2 separate regions of the Sus scrofa genome follow, and region 1 is linked to region 2. The links are chromatin contacts, called in public Hi-C maps. All regions are on one chromosome and are shown on one strand. Each heading gives the region's core, a stretch centred on a gene start, on an enhancer-like site or on the middle of the called end of the contact. The rest is flanking DNA. Distances are from core to core; before and after follow the strand shown.

Evidence for each region. Hi-C and Micro-C count contacts between places; a contact is called where the count stands out from the background.
Region 1: a contact with region 2 is called in a Hi-C map of skeletal muscle, with 5 times the contacts expected there. The contact joins the promoter of TAF1 here to the enhancer-like site in region 2. A contact is called at or near these places in 12 of 47 Hi-C or Micro-C datasets (alveolar macrophages, brain, fetal liver and 5 more) and 2 of 2 datasets of contacts at active chromatin or transcription factors (alveolar macrophages and skeletal muscle).

The regions. Positions count from the first base shown.
Region 1 is chrX:57,379,817-57,385,130 of Sscrofa11.1, reverse strand. It overlaps TAF1 (transcription initiation factor TFIID subunit 1), which reads right to left and starts at 2,920. Exons shown (of 38, transcript XM_021079953.1): 1 at 2,373-2,920; 2 at 965-1,079; 3 at 710-826. The coding sequence starts at 2,777. LOC110257711 (a long non-coding RNA gene) reads left to right here and starts at 2,897. Exons shown (of 2, transcript XR_002340621.1): 1 at 2,897-2,984; 2 at 4,535-4,979. It overlaps LOC100620825 (rho-related GTP-binding protein RhoG-like), which reads right to left. Exons shown (of 3, transcript XM_005659070.3): 3 at 5,029-5,314.
Region 2 is chrX:57,286,237-57,291,807 of Sscrofa11.1, reverse strand. No RefSeq gene overlaps it. Among named protein-coding and RNA genes, the nearest start is that of ZMYM3, 9.6 kb to the right of the region's middle. Within about 2 kb of position 1,782, at least 66 of the 83 cell types and tissues checked have an H3K27ac peak or open chromatin away from gene starts, as enhancers often do. A contact at or near this core is called in alveolar macrophages, fetal liver, liver and 1 more, where this site is marked.

The DNA.
Region 1 (5,314 bases), core at 1,671-4,170, 92 kb before region 2:
TGAAGCTAGAGTTTTCCATATCTATGATGAAGTTAAAAATAAATAATCACTAAGACTCCTTCCAGCTCTGTCATTCTGATACTATAATGTAGCACCTAACACCAGGGAGGAAAACCTATGTTGTGAGCAATCACTAAGTTCATTGTGTCTGCAGATAGGAAGTGAGTTATTAACAGAAGTTGAACCAATAAATACATATGCTAGTTTAGATATTACATTGTATACTTAATCCTTTTGAGGGGAGGGCATGACCACGGCATGCCAAAGTTCCTGGGCCAGGGGTGGAACCCATGCCACAGCACTGGCCAGAGCCACTGCCGTGACAACACTGGATCCTTAAGCTACTGCGCAAGGGAGTTCCTACTTAATCCTTCTTGAAACACCAATTTCATGTACGCAAAGACTGAGTTTAAAAACCATCTAAAACTGTACTGTAAACTCCATAGATACTTAAATAACAAATGATAAGGAGGAAAGCATTATCATTCCTATTTGGCATTCACCAAAAATTTGAGACTAACGAGTATGAAGAATAAAAGCCTGAGTATAGCAACACTGCCCCAGAACACAAAAGAAGCTAGCAGCTACTTGAAACTGAGCTGACAAAGGAAGAGAAGCAAAGAACAATGACAAAAAGCTTGTATAGAAACTGGACCACACAGCAAGAAAATGTACTGTAACATTCTTACTGATGACATCAAAGAATCACCTGAGTGGCACAGGGGCTGCAAGCTCCCCATTGTCTGTTGATATCTTCGGCTTTCATCTTCTGCTACCTCATTGATGTCTGAATAGTCCACAGCATCTTCTGTACTCCTGATCCATCCTATAAAGTAAGGAGGAGGAAGATCTAAACAAAAAGCAAATAACTCTCACTCACTTAGATAATTCCCGCTGAAAAGTACACGTAACAGTAAGTGGCTAGCCTCCTCCCCCATCTTACTCCACACAACCCAGACTTCACCTTCATCATTTACCAGGGCACCATCAGTCCCAGTCAATTCTTCATTTGCTGTGAGTTCAGTGATCAGGCTGCCCAGACCCAAAGCCCCCAAGCCTGCCAAGTGCTTCTTACACTCCTGAAAAAGGGACAGCGCTAGAATCAAAGACAATTAACTAAATGTTTCCCACACCATAAGGCTTATTTCTCAGCTCCACAAGTGATAAATCCATATATAAAATGACTCAGTGATGTGCTAAGGGAGCACCACATTTGAGAACTGTAAAGTACATCTTCCACTGAACTCAACATTGATCAGATCTTTATTATCATGTCCAATTTCACCACCATTTAAAGTAATGTAAGAAAAAGATTATTCGGAGTTCCCGTCGTGGCGCAGTGGTTAACGAATCCGACTAGGAACCATGAGGTCGCGGGTTCGGTCCCTGCCCTTGCTCAGTGGGTTAAAGATCCGGCGTTGCTGTGAGTTGTGGTGTAGGTCGCAGACGCGGCTCGGATCCCGCGTTGCTGTGGCTCTGGTGTAGGCCGGTGGCTACAGCTCCGATTCAACCCCTAGCCTGGGAACCTCCATATGCCGCGGAAGCGGCCCAAGAGATAGCAACAACAACAACAACAAAACAACAACAACAAAAGACAAAAAAAGAAAAAAGAAAAGAAAAAGATTATTCAAGGAACCACTACCAAGACTGAATGAATGTAACAGCAGTTCTCTGAATAAAGGCTAAGGAAACTGAGGTCATTTCGAAGAGAAAGCAAAGGCAGGAACTTTATTGCTATCTTTTATTTGTATTGCAGGGAAGGAGGAATATTGTTGGTCAATATTTTCTCCTTGAAATAATGAACTTAAATGAGTACAGGTGAGTGTCCGCTGGCCACAGGAAACTACTTCAGGACCCTCAACGAACAGTGGGAAAACCATGTAAGAAGTGCCCTGGAACCAGAAGGGGTCTGCCCTGGATGGTTAAGAACTGGGGCCTGAACCACATGATTTGTTGCAGATCAGTCCTCTTGCTCTAGAGCCACGTCTAGTCAGTGAGGTCACAAAGGCAGACAGTTTCAAGAAATAGCCAAGGCTCTTACGGCAATGGTTTGAAAGCAATCACTAGGTTAAGCTGCTATTTTTCCTATTCCCTGGTCAAGAAGAATTAGCTTGGAAGTCACCCATATCAGCGTCGCTGACGTACCAGGTCTTGCCTATCGTTCTCCTCTCTGGCCCCAACCCTCGTCCAGAACCGAGCCCCCTAGTTCTGGGTTACAACACAACCCACTAGCAGCGCAGCCGCTTCTCTGGTTTTCTCGCACGTTGAGCGCGCCCTCTAGTCTCCTGTCCTAAGCACCCTCAACTCCCCTCACTTCACGTATTCCCTAGCCGATCCACCCTCCAGCCCTATTCCCTCTCCCACCCCCTCACATCGTCCAACACGCTTTCCCCCTCCAGCTGCCCGGCTCCATTGATGTTGCCGAAAAGGAAACCGGTTAAAGAAAATGGGCCGCCTCCAGCGGAATCTTCATCGCTGTCTGTGTCCGACATGATGGCGGCGTCGGTGCCGGCAGCTGCTACAGGCAACGGCAAATCGCAGCTTCGTCCCATAGACCGGAAATAAAAATGAGTCGCCCAGAAGTGACTCGCAGAGTTCCTACACCTTACCAGCCCCCACCGGAAGCGGCATAAAGGAAAAAAAGAACCGGAAAGACCGCCCGTCCTACGAGAAAGGAGAATTGGTGTCACTACTTTACTAGCGGCTTTGGATTGGACTATCCGCGCTGGATTCGTGGAAAGCGGTTGGTCAAAGAAAATACTTGGTCCCGCCCCCATCCACTTTTCTGCGTAGGCTCCGTGTCTGCGCACTGAGGGAGCGACGGCTATTTCTCCAATCAGAAGGAGTCACCTGGGTCACATGGTCTGCGTCCCGGTAACTACACGTCACTACGGCACAGGAAATGGAAGTAAGGGTTGGGTCCTTTTCATCTCTGCTATCAGTTGCTTTACCGCTTCGTCACTGTGCCAAAGGTACCTTTGCAGGTTGGTTGTTTTGAATTGACACACACCCCCTTTTTTTCGGGGTGTTAAAGTAAAAGGTGAATAAAATAGCCGACCCTTCACCTAGATTCAGTTTAAACACTGCCAGTTTTTGTTTCCCCGAACCTTTTGAAAGTCTTCACCCCAAAAATACTTTTTTCTACATAGCCACAATACTATTAGCACATCTTAAGAACTTAACATTAATTCAATATCGTTTAACATACAGTCCATGTTTAAATTTATTCAGTTGTCTTAATTGGAGCATTTTACATTTCAGTCCGGGATCCATTCAGGGTTCAGCCTCTTTCTCTGTGTTGCATGATACTACTACATTTTGGGAAGAATTCATCTAATTTTTTCTTTAAAGCGATTCAAGTTAAATATCTTACCGGCAGCCATCAGAAAGCACAATGTCAGGTTGTCCCAATGTTGCTGATGCTGAATTTGATCACTTCAAAAAAGGGTGTCCACCAGATTTCTCTGTCGCAATAGCACATTTTTCCTCTTATAATTAGTACATAATCTAGGGGGTGATACTTTGAAATCGTGTATATATTCTATTCCCCATCGCCCTTACACCTAAAGGTTTTAGCATCTGTTGGTGATCCTTGCCTGAATCAGTTATTGGAAGAGTGCAAAAGGGTGATTTTGCTAATTATTAATTCCTTCTACATTTATTAACTGGACTTAGTAAAGGAGAACTTTCCCTTTTCTTACCTCTTTTCTTGCATTTTTATTTTAATGTGTTACAGTCTAGCACCATTATTATCTTTGATGCTCTGACTGTCCACTGGGAACCACTTCACTCTGGCTCCTGTGTCCTTTTGATATGAGCACGTCCTTGCTTTTTGGCACAAGGTGTTCAAGACTTACTCTTATTATTATTGAGCACGTCCTTGCTTTTTGGCACAAGGTGTTCAAGACTTACTCTGTGCATTCCCTGTCGCAGACCTGATATAAGCCATTTCTCCAAGTGGCCCTGGTTCTTTTTAGTGGGGAATAGTGCTTAGAAACTGGGGCATCGTTGCTTGTAGGCCCTTTCATTGGAGAGAACTAAAAAAAAAATAAAATAAAAGAATGAGTTTATACTAACACCTTCAATTCAAAGCTAACACCACCTAGAGTTCCCCATTGTGGCTCAGCAGGTTATGAACCCTACTAGTATCCATGAGGATGCAAGTTCGACCCCTGGCCTCGCTCAGTGGGTTAAGGACCCAGTGTTGCCATGAGCTTTGGCATAGGTCACTGACTTGGCTTGAATCCTGCATGGCTGTGGCTGTGGTGTAGGCTGGCAGCTACAACTCCAGTTGGACCCCTAGCCTGGGGATTTCCATGTGCCACAGGTGTGGCCCTAAAAAGAAAAAAAAAAGTTAGAATACTATTTATACATTCTTTTTGTTTTGTTTTGTTTTTTTCCACTTAATAATATAGCCTGGAAATCACACTGTACCACTTCATAGGGTTCTTCCTCATTCTTTTTTTTAATGTCTGCTTAGTACTTCACTGCATGGATGTCCTGTGGAATATTCTAACAGTAGTTATATTTCTAGGCCAGATAACAAAGCTCTACAAAAACCTGCATGTAGGGCGTGGCCCTCAAAAAGACAAAAAAGCAAAATGGAAGAGTTCTCTTGTGGCAGTCCCTGGCCTGGGAACTTCTATGTACCGTGAGTATGGCCAAAAAATAGAATACGTTTTTTAATGTATCTCATATTGTCTCTTGGACACTTGTGCTTGAGGAAAAGCAGAGATACAGATGTTCAATTAGATGTACCTAGATGCTTGTGAAATGTGGAAGGGGACTTCAGATACTATAAAGATGCCATTCTTGACTCAAAATGTGGTTTTGCATTACTTTACTATGTAACCCAACAATTCCACTTAACAGGTATATACCCAAGAGAATTGAAAGGATATCCACACAAAACGTTCTATATGAAGGTTCATAGCAGCACTATTTGTAATAGCTAAAGTGTAGAAATAATCAAAAAAAAAGAATCCAAACGTCCCTCAACTATGAGTAGATAAAATCTGGTATACTTATACAGTAGAATATTATTCAGCAGTAAAAAGAAATTAAGTACCCATATGGGCTAGAAAATGGATGGATGAACCTTGAAAACATGCCAAATGAAAGGAAAGAGTTCAAAATGACCACATATTGTTTGACTCCATTTATATGAAATGTTCAGAAAATAAAAGGAGATGAGTAGTTGCCTAGGTCTGGGGATGACTACAAGGGATTAACTGCATGAGGGATCTCTTTGGGTGATGGAAATGTTCTCAAACTGAATTTTGGTGATGGCATGACTCAGTAAGTTTACTAAAAA
Region 2 (5,571 bases), core at 533-3,032:
CTGTGTAACTAAACTCATCTTGACTTTAGACTTTAAAATCCAAAAAAAACTTAGTAGCGTGTCACCTAACCTCTTAGCTTCAGCTTCCTCATCTGTAAGATGGGAGATAACATCTACTGCACAGGGCTAGTTATTTTAAAAATATTTAAAAATCATGTAAGCAGCAGTCACTTGTTCCTGCTAGCCAACACTACCTCTATTTCTGCATGTGGTTGGTGGGTGCTTCAGTTAGACAAACGGCATCAATTACATTCTTCCCCTGATCTTCTGGATTCTAGCAAAAAAATCACTTTTACAACCAAACTACCTACCTTTTTGTGTAATAAATGTCTCCATAATGCTAATATTTATAATCTTTCCAGTTTATTATTTCTCAAGCAGGTATTCAACGGTGACCACTAATATTGTATAAATCACCTGAAACAGTGCCCACAAAATACCAAGTACTCAATAAATATTGCCCCTATTATGTACTTCTGATGATGACCATTGATATAATTTGGAAATACATGCAGACATCCGAGTAATAAATTCACTGCACCCCTAACCATTGGGCCTCCGAGAAGAGAAGAAAGCATAAAACCACCAGTGAGGATTTCTATCTATTTGCCCTCATGGACTTCCTGAGAGAAAATATGTATTGTTGTTATTAGAAAGACGGGGCTATTAGGCACACCTAAAACAAGATTTGCACAAATCTTGTTCAGGTACAGGACCAAACACTACATCACACATATTTGAAATCTAAAAAAATGTTCCCTTAATTTTCAGGAAAAGGATCAACTTCTTAAGTGCAGACTGTGGGAGTAAATCTAGAAAAAAATCTACCAGACTGAGGTGGATGCCTGGATGTGGACCTGTTAAAAGCTGTAGGGAGGACTGGCATGGTAAGGTCCTTTCCTAAAGAGTCTCTTAGGACCTTCATTTAGTAACAAGAAAAGTTGGACAAAGACACACTATAAATCTAGCCGATACTCTCCCTCATTAGAGTTGCCAAATTTATCAAATAAAAAAAAATATGCTACAGTTAAGTTTGAGTTTCAGATTCTTAAAAAAATGAATGATTTTTAGTGTAAGTCCCATGCAACGTATTCTAAAAGAGAATCTGTGGCCTAAATGAAGTTCAAATCTAACGGGATGTCCTGTAATCTGGCAACGCTACACCTACCTCTACTTCGACTGAAGATAGCAAAGTACCTCCCAGTCCTAACCTCGACTTCTCTGTTAACACAAAGAAAGGTGTCAGCTTATGACAATCATTTTCCCAAACGGAAAATACCCACCAGGAAATCCGTAAAAATCATCTTTAAAAAGTGGTGTCATAAACGGGTCGAGTAGCTAGGCAACAAGACTAAAAAAAAAAAAAAAAAATTAAAAATAAAAAAAATTAAAAGGCCTCTGGGAACCTGCCGAGGAAAAGCGGCGGGGGCTGGACTAGCAGATGAACTTCCCAGCTAAGAGTTTTGACAAAGAAACATCGCTGGGGTGGGGGTGGGGGGGCGCCCACTTTCTCCTTCGGAATTAATGGCCTCGCGAGGCCGAGAGGAGGAGCGCCCGACAAAGCGCCTCCTCCTCCTCCTCCAGCCTCGACCTCAGGGCTTTCGGATAATAGACCCCACACCCTCAGGCCCAGAGCGGCTGAAGAGCCGGGAAACTTACTGACGGGGCTCAGATTCCAAAATGAGCCGCACAAAGAAACTGGGAGAGAAGAGAAACGAGAGCCAGGTTAAAGCAGAAGGCTAGGCCAGTGGAGAGCTATGGGCCCCCGCGGGTGGGCTGAGGAAGCCGTGTGGCGGCGGGGACAAGGCCTCAAGGGGCCTCGGAACGATCGGCCCACCTCCCTCCAACCCCAGCCTCGCCCTCGCCTCTTCCTTCACCGATTGTCGCAAGAAATCGTACTCTCCTCTCAAACAAGTACTAAGTCGTCCCCAAACTCACCCTCTACCGACTGTTTTCTCCTCAGAGTAACGGCGACGCTACACGGCCTCTACCGTCCCGAGAAAAGAGCGCGCGACCGCCGGAAACGAGACGACGGAGCTCGGTGCCTCCCTAGGGGTACAAAGTGGCGTTCCCGATTGGGTATCTTACCTGCCAATCAACGTTCATCTCCAGAGGCGGAATCGTTTCTCCACCATTTCTTCGATCTTATTGGCTACCGAATGCGAAAGACTTGAGTTCGTGTGAACGACAGATGGGGACAAAGAGCGAGGCTTTGTACCGAATCCGCATGCGCAAACTGCGTCCGCTAGAGACGGAAAAGGAAGGGGGGAGGGGGGAAAGGGGGAGGGGGGTGGAGGGGTCGGAAGGAGAGCCATCAACGGCCTAACGGAAAGACTGAAAGACCAAGTGATGGGAGGGGGGAAAGGAGAAGGGAAAAAAGGGAGAGGAAAGTGCAAAGAGGGAGAGAGAAGGGGAGAAAATGTGCGCGTAGGCGTGCTCAGAGCACTGCGCCTGTGCAAGCAGCTGGAGTAACAATGTCATTGTATTTAGTGTAGTAGATCTAGCCTTTTCCTACTGAAATAATACCCCGCCATATTTCTTTTTTCACACTTCCTCATTAGGGCTTGCACTCTGACACTTCTTACTTAATCTGATTTTCCAGATGCTTCTGCTGCCAGGTTTACTCCTGAAGCCCAACTGAAATAGTCATCACTATGGTTATGGTTTTAGGAAAGGGTCGGGGAGGGGAGGGAGCCTCGATACTTTAGTCTCTTCGTGATTACACAGAATTGTAACCAGCACCCTCATTTCCATGGTAACCAGGGAACCCAGCAGTCCAAATATCACCATTGTTCCCTATGATTTACAGAGAGATTCAACAGGTGTCGTCATTGCCATGGATACACTGTAGACCTCCAGATCAGACTGACTCTCTATTTCATAGTATGCCAATTAGGGAATCACCTTCATTTTTCAGTAATGCCTAACTAGCCCTGTGGTTAATAAAGGGCTACAAGGCTCAACTGATAGTTGTTTACAGTTAATTACCACTAATTAACTCACACTAAAGGTTTGGGGTGTCCTGACTGGTGCCACCTTAGGTAGGGACACAGTGAACTAGACCTACACTGTCTAGAACCTTCTGCAATGATAGAAATGTTCTATATCTGTTCTGTTCAACATAGTAGCTACTGGCCATATGCGGCCATTGAGAACTTGAAATAGGATTAGTGCGACTGAAGAACTGAATCCTCAATTCCACTTTATTTTGTTTTATTTTATTTATTTATTTATTTTTGGTCTTTCTATCTTTTTAGGGCCGAACCCGCGGCACATGGAGGTTCCCAGGCTAGGAGTCCAATCGGAGCTGTTGCTGCCAGCCACAGCCACAGCCACACCAGATCTGAGCCGCGTCTGCGACCTACACCACAGCTCACCGCAATGCCGAATCCTTGACCTGCTGATCAAGTCCAGGGATCAAACCTGCAACCTCATGGTTCCTAGTCGAATTTGCTTCCACTGTGCCACGATGGGAACGCCCTCCATTTCATTTTAATTAACTAAAATGTAAATAGTCACATGTGGCTAGTGGCTACCATATTGGATATATATCTAGACCAATGGTTCCCAAACTTTTTGAGAATAAATAACACCTTTGTTATGAAAAAAGAAATATTACCTCTGTTCTGAAAAAGGCATTTTCCCCTGCTTACGGAAAAAAAAATTTTTTAAACCCAAGAGTGAAAAGGAAAAAAGTCTCTTCCTCTGTTCTTCCTAGTGGTTATAATTATAACTATATTCTGGCATTTCTATTTTCTATGTTTGTACTGTCCTGATCAAAGTTTATACAAGTAGGATTAAGTTATATGTACTTTTCTGAGTATATACTTTCTCACTTAAAAAAACACTGTAGGAGTTCTCTTGTGGCATAAAGGGTTAAGAATCCAGCATTGCCACTGCAGTGGCTCAGGTGTCTGTTGTGGCATAGGTTAGATCCCTGGCCCAGGAACTTCTACATGCCTCAGTCCCAACCAAAGAAGAAAAAAAGAAAAAACTTCAGCTATCTTTCTACATAAAGCAAAAAAGATCTAGGAGGACTCAGTATCAAATGTAGACTCCTGAATGATGGCTTTTAGTGTCTGTTGAGTGAAAAAATACATAGTTACTAAAAGGCTACTATGGATTCAATAACATTTTAATGAATTGATACATTGTTAATCACCCCAGCTGTTTACAAGATTGGAAAACTAGAACAACAAATTAAAAGAAAAATTCTTGTACTTTGTCTCTCTCCTCAAAGCAATCACAATGTAAGCAGAGAAATGTTAATATGAACAAGCAATTTCAATACTGTAGACCAATAATAGTATCATATTAGGGGTAATGGCAGCACAGCTCTCCTGAGTGGATCAGGAATGGCTTCACAGAAAAAAACGCCTTTGAATTGGGTCTTAAATAAAAGGTTGAAGTCAGACAGATCAGTGTGCAAAGGGTCAAAGACAGAATGACCTATGTTTAGGAAATTTGTCACGGCCGAAGAAAAGTGGAGAGGCCGAGTGACAGGAAATTAGGTTATAGAGATAGACACAGGCCAAAAAATTAAGAACCTGTGCCATGCTTAGAAGTTTTTACTTTAACCTATAGGTGATGGAAAGAGATTGGAGGATTTTTAAAAAGTAACTTACGGAGTTCCTATTGTGGCTCAGCAGTAACAAACCCGAATAGTATACATGAGGATGCACATTCAATCCCTGGCCTCGCTCAGTGGGTTAAGCGTCTGGTGTTGCCATGAGCTATGGTGTAGGCCAGCAGCTGGAGCTCTGATTCAACCCCTAGCCTGGGAACTTCCATATGCTGTAGGTGCAGCCCTAAAAAGACAAAAAAATAAATAAATAAATAATAAAACAAGACTTACCTCCATTGTATATTAAAAAAATTTCCCCATCTTAAGACCCTTAACTTAATCACATCTGCAAAGTTCTACCTTGTTGCCATATAAGGTAACATTGACAGGCTCCAGGAACTAGAACATGGATATCTTTGGGGGTGGGGGGGCATTATTCAGCTTACTAGGATCACCCCAGCAACAGTGTATAGAAAAGATTGGAGGAGATAAGCTAGAAGATAAGGACACCAGTTAGAATACAATCATAAGGAGTTCCCATTGTGGCTCAGTGGGTTAAGAACCGGACTAGTATCCATGAGAATTCGGGTTAAATCCCTGGCCTCATTCAGTGGGTTAAGGATCCAGCATTGCCTCAAGCCACAGCTCAGATCTGGTGTCGCTATGGCTGTGGTATAGGCTGGCAACTGCAGCAACAATTCGACCCCTAGCATGGGAACTTCCATATGCCAAAGTGTGGCCCTAAAAAGAAAAAAAGAAAAAAAAAAGAATATAATCGTAATAATTTCAGGTGAAATATGAAGGCAGCCTGAACTAAGACAGTGGTTGCAGAGTCAGAGAAGAGGAAACAAAATCTAAATATTTAAAAAGTGAAATCAAGGAAATTTAATTAAATGTAGGGGCTAAGGAGTAGAAGACTAGAATGATTCACAGGTTTCCGGTTTGGGTGACTGGTTGTCTGGTTGTGCTACTAACTGGAATAGGAAATAGAAGAGGCAGAGCACTGT